Regions from separate parts of the Mus musculus genome. Here region 1 is linked to region 2. The links are chromatin contacts, called in public Hi-C maps. All regions are on one chromosome and are shown on one strand. Each heading gives the region's core, a stretch centred on a gene start, on an enhancer-like site or on the middle of the called end of the contact. The rest is flanking DNA. Distances are from core to core; before and after follow the strand shown.

Region 1 (7,289 bases), core at 1,662-4,161, 240 kb after region 2:
AAACTAGGGCTTTGAGCATGCTAGACTAACACGGTTCCACTGAGCTCTATATTTCCAGATCTAGCGTGGGCCTTTTCAATTGTGGAATAGAAACTGGTCCAGCCTAGGGAACTGGAGCAAGGAGAGAGCTCTGAGAGGCAGCCTGTGGCAGGAGAGCCTGAAGAGCTGGACAGAATTTTGCTCCCGTCAACACCAGCAATGGTGTATTGGATGGAGGGAGCCCCAGAGGCCTCCTGGCCCCTCTACTCTGCCAGCTGTGCCCCATAAGATGAGGGTCAGAAGGATATGAAGCTGTCCGCCTCTGCAGGTCGGGGGTGGGGTGGGGTGGGGGGGCGCTGGTGTTGTCAGTGAGGTCCTTAACATAGTCACTTTGTGACAACTTTTAGGGATTTAAAGGATTAAAAGCAGTAAGCAGAGACTGGGATGGCAGATTCATAACCATATAGAAAGAAAAGTCTAGAAACGTGGACTAGAAGGACGTTTGCAAGGCCCGTGCTGAAAATAAGATTAAAGAGGATGGTGGCTAATGACACTTGTGGGCCCTCTAGTGGACACAGAAGTGAAGAACACTGTTTAATTTGTCCAAATTAAGTCTATCTTGCTATCTACCAGGAATTTGGTACCAGGACCAAAATCCCTGAAGGTCCAAGGTCCTGATATTGAAATACGATATTTTCATAGTGCCTAAATGTATCCTTCTCTATACTTTAAGATGTTGCTGAATGACGTATATAATATGTAACGCGGAGTAGATACTATATAAAGAGCAGATATACTGAAGGCTGGGGACATGGTTCAGTTAGTTAGCTCTAACTATCAAGTGCTCGCTTACTCTCAGGGAACCTATTATACAGTGGCCTCTCTCGAGGGAATGGAGGGTCTAGCAGGGAGAAAAGCTGGCTGAGACCCTTTATAAGGAGCAGGCAGGGGCGCAGACTTGGGCTGAGGAAGTTCATGCAGTTTAGGGGCTATGTGCAGGTTTGTGGTCTCCCTTTCCTGGAATTGTCTGCTTCAAGTAAGACAGATAATCTTGGGAAACAGGCTGTCTCTTCAACATTCTTCTCTGGGCTAAGCAAGGTCAGCTGTAATCTCATACAAATCCTGTTTTTAAAACCAAGACACTTTATCAAAAATATTTTACCAATGACAATTTCCGGGTGTTACTATTATCCTGTGTCACCATTGAGGGAAGCGGGGTGAAGGGTAAATGGTATTCTTTTTGTTGTTGTTTTGTTTGTCTTTGAGACATTGAGACAAGGTTTCACTGTTGTAACTTTGGGAATTTTCTATGCAGACCAGGATGGCTTTGAGCACACAGAAATCTACTTGACTCTGCTTCCCAAGTACTGGAATTACTGGCATGCACCACCAAGCCTAACCTTTGCCCTGGATGTCCTGAAATTCTGTCTGTAAACCAGGCTGGTCTCAAACTTTGGAATCCATCTGGGATTAAAGGTGTATGCCATCACTACTTGGCAAGATTTATTTATTTTATTTTATGTTCATATGTGCATGTACCTGTGCTTGCATGGTCAGAAGAGGGTTTTAGATCCTCTTGGACTATAGTCACAGATGCCATGAGCTGCCATGTGGGTGCTGTGAGCTGCCATGTGGGTTCTGGGAATGAACCCCTGTTATCTGGAAGAGCAGCCAGTGTTTTTAACTGCTGAACCATCTCTTCACCCCAGCATCTGGAATTCTATTTTGTCTATTTTATCAATTTGCCATAACTATTTTATCAATTTGTCATAATTATATTATGACAAAACTTTAAAGAATGTAAAAACAGCTGGGTGTGGTTGTGCACACCTTTAAACCCAACACTGTGAGACAGAGGCAGGCAGACTTCTGCTTGGTTTTTCAGTTTCCAGGTCAGCCAAGGTGACAGCGATTCAGTTGTTAGAGTGCTTGCATAGGATGTAAAAGCTCTGAGTTAGATCCCAGCACTACATAGACCAGGCATGATAGTACATCACTGTGAGCTCAACAATGGGGCTGGCTTGGGTTACACAGCAAGAGCTTGTCTCAAATCAATAACACACAAATAATAAAATAAAAAGGCAGACATATTACATCTAGGAGGATAACCAAGTGTTAAAAAACGATTTTCTCAGGAGCCTACGTGTTTTGGTTTTGCCTTTTTTCCTTACTAATATATTTCTTTTTTTTTTAAAAAGAATTATTTATTTTGTGTGTATGAGTACAACACTGTCGCTGTCTTCAGACACACTAGAAGAAGGCATGGGATCCCATTACAGATGGTTGTAAGCCACAGTGTGGTTGCTGGGAACTGAACTCAGGTCCTCTGGAAGACCAGCCAGTGTTCTTAATCACTGAGCCATCTCTCCAGCCCCCACTAATATATTTCTTTTTTTCTGCAATGCAGATATTATTGGTTTAATAAAAATGCTAGAATAGAAGTTTTATAATGTTTTAAAGGGGATGAACACAAGTTATCTATTAGAAAGAGAAAATTAATAGGACCAAAGTCAGGAATGAAATGGCTGTATCAGTTGAGGTCTCACTGTGAAGTATCCCTTGGATAAGAAGTCTTGGACGTAGCTTATGTTTTCCTTTTAGAACAATGAATTTTCCAAGGGCAGCAGAAAAAGTCTCGTTTTAGCCTAGCAGACAGGCGCAGTCCAGCAGCTGATCAGATTTGTAGCTCCGACTTTCCCTTTTCCTAAGACAACGTTGGCCTCAGTCTTCCCATCTGTAACTCAGAAAGAGATGAACTTTAAAGTCTTCCAAGACCCTTTCGATTCCATGGTGTTTGAGAGGGAGCCTGGCCAGGGATTCTGAGCAAGGGTATCCCAGCCTGAACTTAGCCGCTTGGCCCGCCCAGGCCCTCAATTCTCATAAAAGCCGGCTCTGCTAAGGCCCCGCCCTTCCCACACAGGCCCCGCCCAACAGGTCCCCAGCCCCTCCCGCCAGGTTGCACCCTCGACCCCGCCCCCGGGGTGTGCGTCCACCGGAAGTTCCGCGCACGGGCCTCTTACTTCCGCTCGGCAGGTGACAGCCGTGGAGCTTGGAGCCGCCGGCTGCTGCGACGCACCGGAGGAGAGGGAGGCGGAGGCTGCGGACATTTTGCTGCTGAAGCGAGCCGAGCCGCGGCACCCGGAGCCGTTTGGATTTGTGGGTGAGGAAAAAGGCAGCCCGGCGAGATAGGAAAACAAACAAACCCGAAGGGGTCCGAGGAGTGGGGGGGGTCTGCGAGGTCAGAGGTCACGGAGAGGACGCTGCGCTGGAGGGTTGCGAGCCGCGAGAGGGCGAAGGTGAAAGGCCTGCGTGCTCATTCATTCCCGACGGCTTGGCGGCCCGGCGTCAAGCCGTCCGTCATTTCAGGTCCGCAGTCCGGTTCGGAGAGACTCCTGCACTTAGGCCTCCCCTGCGCCCTGCTTGTCCCTTCCCACTCCTCGGCCAACCTCAGGCCTCCTCGTTCAGGGCCTTATCTCTTAGCCGCCGCCCCCCCAAAACGGGGCAAACATCTAGAAATGGCCTTCTGCCACCCGCCCCTCGTCCTTTGGATCCTCAGGGACACGTTGACAGAATGGGAGCACTTGTCTTAGTTCTAACACCACAAGAATGTCTTGTCACTGGTTCTCCAGCCCTTCCTGACTTCGAACCTCTGTGCTAAGCACTTTGTGTACTGAGCTCACAGCTGCCTCTGTAAGGTAGCTACTGTTGCTTTCCCCCTCTCACTCGCGAGGACACCGAGGCACGGGAGGTTAAATGACACACGGAAGGTCATTCGAGTAGTAGAGGCAAAATCAGGCTTCCTATGTAGGTCTCCAGAGACCTTCAAAGCTCGGGGAGAAAGGCACCTGGAGCTGGCTTGGGGTCTAGAAGTGACTTGATATATTGTCGCCAATATATTGTGTGAGTTGGTGTCAGGATGCAGCCTTCTCACCTGTCGTCTGATCCGATGTTTAGGAGGAGCTGTTGATACACTTTCAACTTAGGAGGCTGTTCGGCCAGGTTGTTTTTGTCAGTGTTTTGGCTCTCAGGTCTTCCTGCCTATTGGGCTATTCTTGGAATTGATATCCAGACAACCCCTTCATCCCGTTTGCACTTTATTCGTTTTGCAGTAAAGAGGGGAACAACGGGGCCCCTTGGGGGATCTTTTGGTCCTAGGTTCTAGGGGAACAGGCCCACAGGATGGCCTTTGGCCTGTCATGGTGCCTGGGATGACTGGTCTGCGTGGGAGATGGGAAGGCGACTTGGTACCTGGGGTGTGAGCCTCTTTTCCTTTAGAGACATTTTGTTGCTCCTTCCTTATACCTTAGTTTCCCTGACAGCAACACAAGAGAGACTTACTATCTTCCTACTTCCTCTTGAGTGCAAGGAACTGAAATGAGCCTGTGAAAGTTTCCTTGCTCTTTTGGAAAAAAGTAGTAAGTAAAAATGTTACATTAATTGCCTTTTTTTTTTCCAGTCTCACTCTGTCCCAGTCTGGCCAGGATATCTCATGTGTCTTGAATTCATAGCAGCCCTTTTGCCTTAGACTCCCAAGTTCTAGGATTGATTACAGAGCTGAACCACCACACCCAGCTAGCTCCTCTGTCTGTCTGTCTGTCTGTCTGTCATGAGCTCTGTGATGTTTTTCTAGTCCCATTGGATTCACAGAAACTTAATAATGTCACCTTATCCCTATCCTTCCAAGGGATAATTGAAGATAAAGCAACTTGTAGGGGCATAAACAGAGGTCTGCGTCTTAGGAACTGTCAAGAGGGCTTTGCTAGTCCCCAAGAATCAGACCTTCCGTGTCTCTGTAGAGATCATCTGATGAGTGTGGGTTGACTGGAAGCTTCACACCGAGTAGTCTGAAGGGCTCAGAGGTCCAGAGGAATGAGCACTCACTCCCTGCCAGTCAGCTCCTGGCTCTAGCCCCAGGTCAGCAGCTTCCCAGTTGTGTGACCTGGATAACTCAACTTCAGCAGGGTTTCTATCCTAATAAAATATGTAGATACGGTGGTAGAGCACTTCCCCAGCGTTTGCAAGGCTGGTTTCTATTCCCAGCACCAAGAAAAATAAGGGTTTTGGGGAGACGTGGTGGTCCATGCCTGCAGCCCCAGTCAGCACTCATAAAGCTGAGCTGGGAGGAGGCCCGCGTGATCTGCATGGTAAGTACCAGCCATGGCTACATAAAAAGACCTTGTCTCAGAATGGTCCTAAGAAAGCACTGCTGAGCACCTCCATCCAGTGTCTGAGGTGTTGGGTGAGGATATCTTGCAGAGCACATTACTGTTGACCCTGAGCCATGGTACCTGCTGGGTCCTGTGTCTGAGGAAGGCTGTCTGCCCTGTAAGGTTCCTTATTGCTTCCTTCTCCGACTAGACCTTTAAATACTAAGGACCTCTCCCGCTCATCTCACTTCTCTTCCTAAAAGTAGTTGAGAACAGTTTGTTGTGAGTCTAGCTTGGCCTGGGTTGGACTTTCATCTTCTGCATATCTGACTGCTCACTTCCCCCCACTCTGGCACCCGAGCCTGCAGTGCTGACAGGAAGCAGGCATGGTTTATAGTTGATGTGCTTCAGATGGCTGAGGGGTACTTGTCCCTTGAAGGCACTTCTGTTTCTCAACAGGTCTTTTTTCCTAAGATATGCTGCTGAGATTATCACAATCAGAAGAGCTAGCTTGGTGGTGCTGGTGGTGCTGGTGGTGCTGGTGGTGCTGGTGGTGCTGCTGCTGCTGCTGCTGCTGCCCCCCCCTCTTCCTCCTCCTCTTCCTCCTCCTCCTCCTCCTCCTCCTTCTTCTTCTGATATTTATCACTTTACAGAGAGGAAAAAATACTCTAGGGAGAAAATTGGAGAAATTAAAAAAAAAATTCACCAGGTTTGGTGGCACATGACTTTAATTTATTTTAATCCCAGCATTTGGGAGGCAGAGGCAAGCAGATCTGTGAGCTTGCAACCAGCTTAGTCTACAGAGTAAGTTCTAGGACAGTCAGGGCTGCACAGAGAAACCCACCTTGGAACTCTGTCAGTGGTTCCTCCTTGCCCTCAGCTGGAGCTGACTTTAGTGTAGCATCCAAGCCCTTCTAGGCTTAGCTTCTACCTGGCTCTTCATCTTCAGCTTCTCACTCTACTCTTTGACCTTCCATTCGCACTCAGATGTGCCACCTTTGCAAGCCGCACCTGTGCTTGTCTTCGCTCTGTGCTCTTCTGTCTGTGCACAGCCCACACCTGCTGCTCTTGCCCGGCTCCTTTGCTAGACTGCCCCCTGGGGAGTTCTGAGCTGGCTGCTCCTCTAGGGTCCTGTGGCAGTGATCACAGTGAATGTAGTTGTCTGCTTAGTTGGCTACCTTCTTAGTAAAGATCTCTTAGTCCTTTGCAAGCACTTGCCTGAACTGTGTGTGTCCAGCATCTAGTGAGGCACATGGCAATGTCGGATATGTGTCTGGAGAAAGATCAAACGAATGAATATTCCGTTGCATGGTGAGGGCTCCAGGTGATGTTCTGTGCATCCTCATGCCATCCCAGCGGGATAGGGAAAGTGTGACTGTTAGAAGGACTTATGTGCTTCAAGCTTCCATTGCTGTTCCCTGTTAGCAGCGTGCCTGAGCAGAGTCTGGTGGGCAGGGAGATGGCAGACCTTCATTAGTGTTGGCTGAAGTTTGGATTTCACATGTGTGACCGGTTTTAGCTTTGTCAACCTCTAATTCTAGGATGGATCCTGTTAGCTAGTGGGGCCAGAGGCTTGGCTGTGGTTCCGGAATTGAAGCTCCCTTGTGTCTTCAACCTCTAATAGGATGGTCTCTAAAGATGGGAGGACCCTTCTATTTAAGGGTTGGTATAGCTGGTAGACTACAGAAGTTCAGAGTCCATTACCTAGGATACCATAGTCATTGATCCCCCCAGGTTCCGATCTGGTCCTCTTAGTGCACCCTAAGATGACAGATGGAGCTGGTAGAGCACAATAGAATGGGGGAATCATACTTCAAAATCTTTTACATTCTGTGTGTGTGTGTGCCAGTGGGCACCTGTGCATGGCAAATGACAACTCCCAGGACCTGGCTCTCTCCTGCCATGGGAGCTCAGTGCCAGAGATCACACCCAGATTGACAGGCTTAGCAACAAATGCCTCTGCCCACGGGGCTCTCTCACCAGCTCTGATTTGTTTTATTTTTTAGTACTGGGGGATAAACCTCGACCTTATACATACCAGGAAAGTAGACCACCTCTTACTTATATTCCCAGTCCTCAAAAGCTTTTTAAAAAAGTTATGTGATGGCTACCTGCATATATGTATGTGTGAGTTTGGTGCTCTTGGAGACCAGAGTAGACCAA
Region 2 (6,475 bases), core at 1,934-4,433:
AGTTAACTCTGCCTAGCCCACTCTGCCTAGCCCCTTCCTCTCTAGGACCTCAAGTTCTGCAGTCCTGGTCCTCAGCTTGCCTCCTTGGCCCAATACTCATGCCCTTTGCTGCCCTGCTGCGAAGCCTGCTTCAAGCTCGTGAGTCTGGAGTGCTCTTCCTACATTTGGGTCCTCAGCCCCCATGGCCAGGCCCTGTGCTGAGTACTCCCACAGCATTCTCGGCCACCATCCGTCCAGGTGACAACAGTGCCATCCGTCCGGGTGACAACAGTGCCAATCCCCTTTTATTGATGGGGAAAGCAAGACTCTGAGAGGCGAACTCTGAGAGGGAGAGTCCAAGTTCACTCCCTGAGCCCAGGGTGTAGAGACTCGAACCCAGTACTGCCTGACTCTTCTCCTCTCACCCCCACATTCTACTCTTCCCTTGCTGCTTCTGGTCCTCCTCCCCCATGCAGACTGACCGCCCCCTGGATTTCTGCAGCAGGCAGCACGAGGTGTCTGCAGCATTTCACCCCAGGTCACCGACTCCCTTGTCTAGTCTATGGGCTGCTTCACTGATCCCTTCCAGCCAACAGGGCCTGGGTCTTACCCAGACTGCCCGGGGACAGGAAGAGTAGTGTGTACTGGAGAAGTTAAGGAACCAAAAGTGGCATCTGTATGAAGGACAGCCGCTCTGCACCCAGCCCTGGCATTCAAGACCCACTGCAGGGAGCCCAGAACCTGGTTTTCAGCCAAGGAGGGGTCTGGAGAACTTACTGCCTTAATGTGTAGATGCCCATAGGCATCTGCTGGCTCTGTGCCCTCCACCTGCCAGTCACAGGGATGGCCCTGTCCTTCAGGTGCCCCCTGCACCAGGGCCCCTCCTCTAGTCCAAAGGGGACCAGAGAGAAGCAGGGAGTGTATTTGATGTGATGGTGACTAACAGCACTGGGCTTCTGCCAGCATGACCACGGGATGGCTCGGAGGGAGCGTGGGCCTCCTTGCCCTTGCATTGCCCACCCTGGCGCTTCTCACCCCTGCACGACTGTCTCTCTCAGCTTCTCGATAGCCTGACTGGGGATCCAGTGAGACCTGGAGTCATGGGGCCAGGTTATGTGGGGGGTGCTGGGAGCAGGGGAAAGGAGGCTGGATCTCTCTGGGGAGACATGCCGCCTCTGTCCCAAGAGTGGAGAGAAAGGGGTGGATGGACGCTTCTGCGTGGCTCAGAATTAAAGGCAGTAAAGGAAAGGGAAACTGGCCTGCGCCCTGCACCCCTCCCGGGCCCCATCTCTTCCCCTCAACCTGGAGGAGGCTCTGCTTTGGTCCAGACAGGACAGGACCTGGGGTTTCCGGGGTATAGACTAAGCACACATCCTTCCATCTGTGCCTCCACTGTTGGGGCTGAGAGCCCCTCTGCGACTTTTCCTGCTTCTGAGTTCATGGGGGGTGTGGGAAGTGGGTGTCTGGTGGACTGTGGTGCAGTGAGCATGGCAGTTGCACCCTTTCTCTCTCTCTCCACTGTCTACTCGCCCAAAATTTGCCCCAGACCAGGCCTGGGCTGAGGACAGACTTCCCGAATGGCTTCCCCTGGGCTCCCACTAGTATCCTTTCCTATGTTGGTCACTCCAACTCACTCCTATGAGCCCAAGTGGGACCCCAAAGCTGAGACCCCTTGACTACAGAGACCGGAGACAGGCCCATCATCTGGGTAATCTCAACCCCTCCCCCAGCAGCCGACAAACACCCTAAGGGACCAAGACTCCCATCAGCTCAGAGTCTCCGACTCCACTCCATATGGGGCCTCAAGAGGCCTGGGGGGAGGGGAATCTTGAGCACACCCCCGCCCCCAATCTCAGCAGAGAAAAAGCTAGGAAGGCCCCAGGGGTCTCACTGCGCCCCAGGACACTCAATCCAGGAACCCCAGCCTCGGCCTGCTGCTCTGATCTTCAATAGCCAACTGCCTGCGTGCGGTCCCTATTCCCGAAAGGCACGGGGACTAGGGTCGGGGGGAGGTTTAGGTTCCGGCCTCTGCCTTTCCTTCCAGGCTTTTGCTATCGCGACCGAGCCTCCCAATCCGGCCACTTGTTGTCGCCAACGCCTCCCAGCTGCCTCGGCAGCGCACGGGTGGGGGGTCCCTCGCAGGGCCGCAGAAGGGGATGGGGGTAGCCCTGCACCCAGCAAGAGCGGGGCAGTCGCCCTCTCTCCCCTTCTCCCACTGCCGGAGCAGATTGGATTCTCAACGCGACACGAGCGGAATGTCAATAGGAGCGCAGAGCCACGGGCGGGCGCCGCGGAAGGGATCAGGATGCGGACGCTCCGGTGGCGGGCGCGGGGGGCAACAGCTCGGACTCTCCACTTCAGCCCCCGCCGCCTTGCCGCACCGTCACCGCCGGCCACGCGGCCCAGTGACCCCGCTGCGGGGCCCCGCAAGTTTCCGCAGCGCTGGGGGCCACGCGGGCAGGGGCCGGGCTGCTCCTGCGCCGCGGCGACCCCCACCGCGGCGCCCGGGGCCACCCGGCCGTCCCGCCTCCCGCGTAGCCGCTCATCCGAGTCGCGCAGCAGGGTCCCGGGCTCCCCGGGCCAGCGCGGCACCAGGGCGCACAGGTAGGAGGGCTCGTGGCAGGGGTCCCGGCAGGGCACTCACCCTCTAGCTCGTCCTCAGGGATATCCACCGGGCGCTGCTCCGACAGCAGGTTGGGCACGGTGTAGATGCCCCGGTACATCAACGCCGCCGTCACCGGGTGGAACGGCATCTTGGAGGCTCCGCGCCCGCCCGCCCGCCGCAAACTTTGAGGCCGGGGCTCATGGGCCGCCGGCGGCCCCGGGGGCGGCTGGAGCGGGCGGTGCGCGCGGTGCGGCGCGCAGTGGCGGCGGCGAGGCAATGGGCACCCGTCCGGGACCTAGCGCCCCTGCGCCCCGGGCTGTCGGGCCATGCCGCCGGCTCCTTCGTTGGGATCCCGGCCGGGGGCTCGCAGGGATGGCGGGGGCGGCGCCGCTCCGGCCTCTTGGCTCGGACCGCTGCGCGCTGCGCTCCCTCCGCGCGCTCCGCGTTGCTCGCCGCCCGCTCGTCCGCTCGCTGGTGCGGCTGCCCGACCCGCCGCTCCGGCTCCCGCCGCTGCCGCCACCGCCGCCGCCGCCACCGCCGCCGCCGCCACCGCCGCCGCCGCCGCCGCCTGCACTCCTCACTCGCTCGCTCGCTTGCTCTGTGCGGCGCTCGCCGCGCTCCCGCCTCCCCCGCCCGCCCCTCCCGCCCCCGCCCCTTCCCGCTGCCGGCCCCTGAGCGGCCACCCCAAGCCCTCCCGGGCGCCTTCTCTGGTTCTCCCCGACTCTGCTTTTCCCCCAGTCTGCTTCGGATTGCTGTCTCCCGCACCCCACGTTAGCAGCCAGCAGGACCCGGGTGGTGTGGACCAGGGGTGGAGCCGTTCCTTGTACCCCCTATCCCACCTGCCTCCACTAACCCTCCCCCAGCGAGAGCGGAGAGCTGAGAACTAACGACTAGAGACCCAGAAAGGTGAGGTTGCTCCAGGCGCGAGGGTCCTCAGGACCAGTAATCCTCAAGTTGGTGCCAGGAGAGGCTCCAAGGTGGGGAAACTGAGGCTTAGAAAAGGACATTGGCCAAGGTCACCAGGCAGGGCCAGCAGGCAGAGGCCAAGCACAGATCTGCAGGAGACTCCGCTGGCCTGTGGCTGACACCAGCAGTTGACTTGATCCCACAAAGGGCTGTTGTCCTGGCTCCTTCCTGAGCCCTTGCCTCTCAGTTTGCAGAGCAGGAGCCAAGGTCTGTCTCATGTCCCCAGGGGCCATGAGGAGGAGGCAGACGACCCAGAGCCTGTTGGTCACATGGCTGCAGGTTAGACCTTCCTCCGGTCCTTAGCATGTGTTCTATGGGGGTGGGGGTAGGTGTCTGGAGGGGGGGGCAGCATGTGCATGCGTTTCTCTTCATCTTTCGTTCAGGACACTGTGAAGATACGTTTTCAAACCCACTTGCAGATGAGAGTGTTTGAACTGTGCACGGCCACCTACATGTGAGCTGTGAGCTGGCAGCGAAGGGCAGAAGCCCGGAAGCAGGTGTGGGCAGGTGCGAAGGCCCTTGGGCTGGGAGTGCTATGCGTATCCGAGCACAGATGTGTGTGTCTCCGTGTACAATTATGGGATCTGGTGAGCCCCTGGCCTGGGTGGGCCTCAGCTGGCCTCAGTCTCATTCCTGGAACCCTCATCTGAACTATCTCCCTGCCCCCTTGGGTCCAATCAGCCAAAGGCCCCAGCAGGAAAGCTGATTGCCACAGCCTGGCCATGCCCTTCCCTGGCTGATTACATTTTTCTGCTTGTTTCTGCTTTTGTCGCTGATTAATCATAGCCCTGTCTTGGCGCCGGGAGAGAGGGGCTCAGTGAGAGACAACACCCCCAGCCACCCTGGGCCAAGGCAGGCCTGAACCTTTAGGACTTGTCTAGGGCTCTGGGTTTCTCATAGGCATGTGAAACCTGTAGAGAAGCCAGACAAACCCTGGCTCCCATCTGAATGTCTGTTCCAGGCTTCTGGCCAGTTGCTATCTATTCAGACCTATAGTTGGAGTCGTAAGAGCCCCTGAGAAGCACCCATCCCCAAAGCTCTTCTTGCGCACTTGAGCATCCATCAGGTCAGCTGGGTGCTTATGCTCCTTTAAGATTTCTGATAGAACAGAGCTGTGACGCAGGAAGAACTAGCCGCCAACCCAGCGAGCCCTGGGCTCTTGCATCTACCACCTTGTTTCAATGGGACCTTAGCCATACCCCTTAACCTCTCAGGGCCTCTATGTTATTTCCTGGGCAGAGGTGAGGATGAAGCGACTTAACATGGAAGGTGCCTGATGATGCGCCCTGAATCTCTTGGGAGTTTCCCATTAGTATGGGAATTCTTCCATGGGAATAAGAACAGTCACTGGGGGGTGTTGTAGGGGTGATCTGCAAGCACCTTACTTGCTAAGCCTTTCCAGACAGTTTGCTATTGGGCTAAGGGAGAGAGCTGGAGTCTGCTATCAGACTGGCAGGAAACACTCTCTCTTGGAGCGTTCTTGGGAGGCTTCCCTGAAGCCTAGCTGCCCAGCCAGGGAAATCTCAAAAGAAGGGGCAAAAAGAAATCAAGAACTAATCAAGTGGGAATCCTTCACAGACCAGGCCCTGGGAGTCTGCTGAAGGTACAGGTGTCCCTGGATTCAGGGGCTGCCCCCACCCCGGACATTAACCTTGGTCCGAATCCAAAGGGTCAAGGTGTCCAGTCATGTGACCAGGGTACTCCCCAGGGCAGGTAGCCTCCAGATCAAAGTGGCAGATAACGAAAGATAGCTTTAGTATCATAGTTTACCACACTCTCTAGGGTCATCTTTGACATTTCAGTCCCCTGGTGACTCAAAGCTGGTCCCTCTTCTCTCCCCTGAGGCAAAGCCACAGCCCAGGACACTAGCTATTGACACAGTGGGCCACCTCTTAACACTGTTTCTCACACTAGCAGCTATACCTGTTCTGCTTTGTCTGCTGACAGGGGACATAGAACATCCCTGGGCTATGCAAGCCACCTGCCTAGTCCCTCTCCTCAATGCCTTGCTCCCATTTACGGGTAGGGGCATGCCTGCTGAGGGAGCTGTAGGGACCAAATCCAGCTGCAGAGCCCTTTGAGGAAGAGCTGGAGTTGAGAACCCAGGCAGAGGCAGGAGGTCCTGAAACCAAGCTCTGGGACATGCTGGCCCTCACCCATCTTCTAGACTATGGAATCCTGGCTGCCTCTAGGAACCAGTCAACCTCCTCCACCCTCCAGTGCTGTGTATGACATTTAGTGTCCTCCCTGAGCCTCAGCTTACTTGTTTATTAAATGGGAGAGCATCTAAGTGCATGCGGGACAGTCAGGCTCTGTATGTCACACATGTGGGGTAGGGAACATGGTGGCTCTTTATCTCATCAAGCCAGGAGAAGTCTGCTGTGGAGTGAAGTGGTTCGAGATCACTCTTAGCTTTAGAAAGCGGGTTCTGTGGCTGCATCCCTCAGACCCACCATGTGTGGCATGGAGCTGGGCTGGGGTGGAAGAATAGGAACACCTGTGAAATGAATGAGAGTGAGTGACAGTCACCCACCTGGCCTGCGGCACAGCAGCCCTGTCCTCTCCACTGCACATCAGGGGAGCAGATGGCTCCATCACAAGGTGTGAATTATGTCTGTCGCTTCCCCCTTCTGGGGAAGGTGCTACTGCCATCACATGGCACTCCTTGGGTGCCCACCGGGAGAGACGCTTGGGTCCCAGGTGTTTCCAGGGATCTCAGGGACAGAGGTTTACCAAGCCCCGAAACTGACCCCTTCCTCCCAAGACCTGCAGGGTTCCCATCCTGCCTAAGACCAAGGTCCTACCTTCCCACTGCTGGAGGCCTCTCTTCTCAAGAGAATACTTCCAGATAGCGCATTCCCTGGCTGGACCTACCCGCTGATACCCGCTGCCTCTTGAACACCCACGTTCAGCACCAGGGAGAGC

What was found. Hi-C and Micro-C count contacts between places; a contact is called where the count stands out from the background.
Region 1: a contact with region 2 is called in a Hi-C map of embryonic stem cells, with 2.0 times the contacts expected there. The contact joins the promoter of Ap1b1 here to the promoter of Cabp7 in region 2. A contact is called at or near these places in 2 of 39 promoter capture datasets (erythroid cells and hippocampal neurons), 9 of 484 Hi-C or Micro-C datasets (the G1E-ER4 cell line, embryonic stem cells and stem cell-derived germline stem cell-like cells), 3 of 115 datasets of contacts at active chromatin or transcription factors (embryonic stem cells and pancreatic cancer cells) and 1 of 9 other capture datasets (pancreatic islet).

What each region holds. Positions count from the first base shown.
Region 1 is chr11:4,983,913-4,991,201 of GRCm38.p6, forward strand. Ap1b1 (adaptor protein complex AP-1, beta 1 subunit) reads left to right here and starts at 2,912. Exons shown (of 21, transcript NM_007454.3): 1 at 2,912-3,139.
Region 2 is chr11:4,743,996-4,750,470 of GRCm38.p6, forward strand. It overlaps Cabp7 (calcium binding protein 7), which reads right to left and starts at 3,184. Exons shown (of 5, transcript NM_138948.4): 1 at 2,624-3,184. The coding sequence starts at 2,732. Gm35102 (a long non-coding RNA gene) reads left to right here and starts at 1,831. Exons shown (of 4, transcript XR_003949631.1): 1 at 1,831-2,583; 2 at 3,323-3,490; 3 at 3,777-3,829; 4 at 3,934-6,475.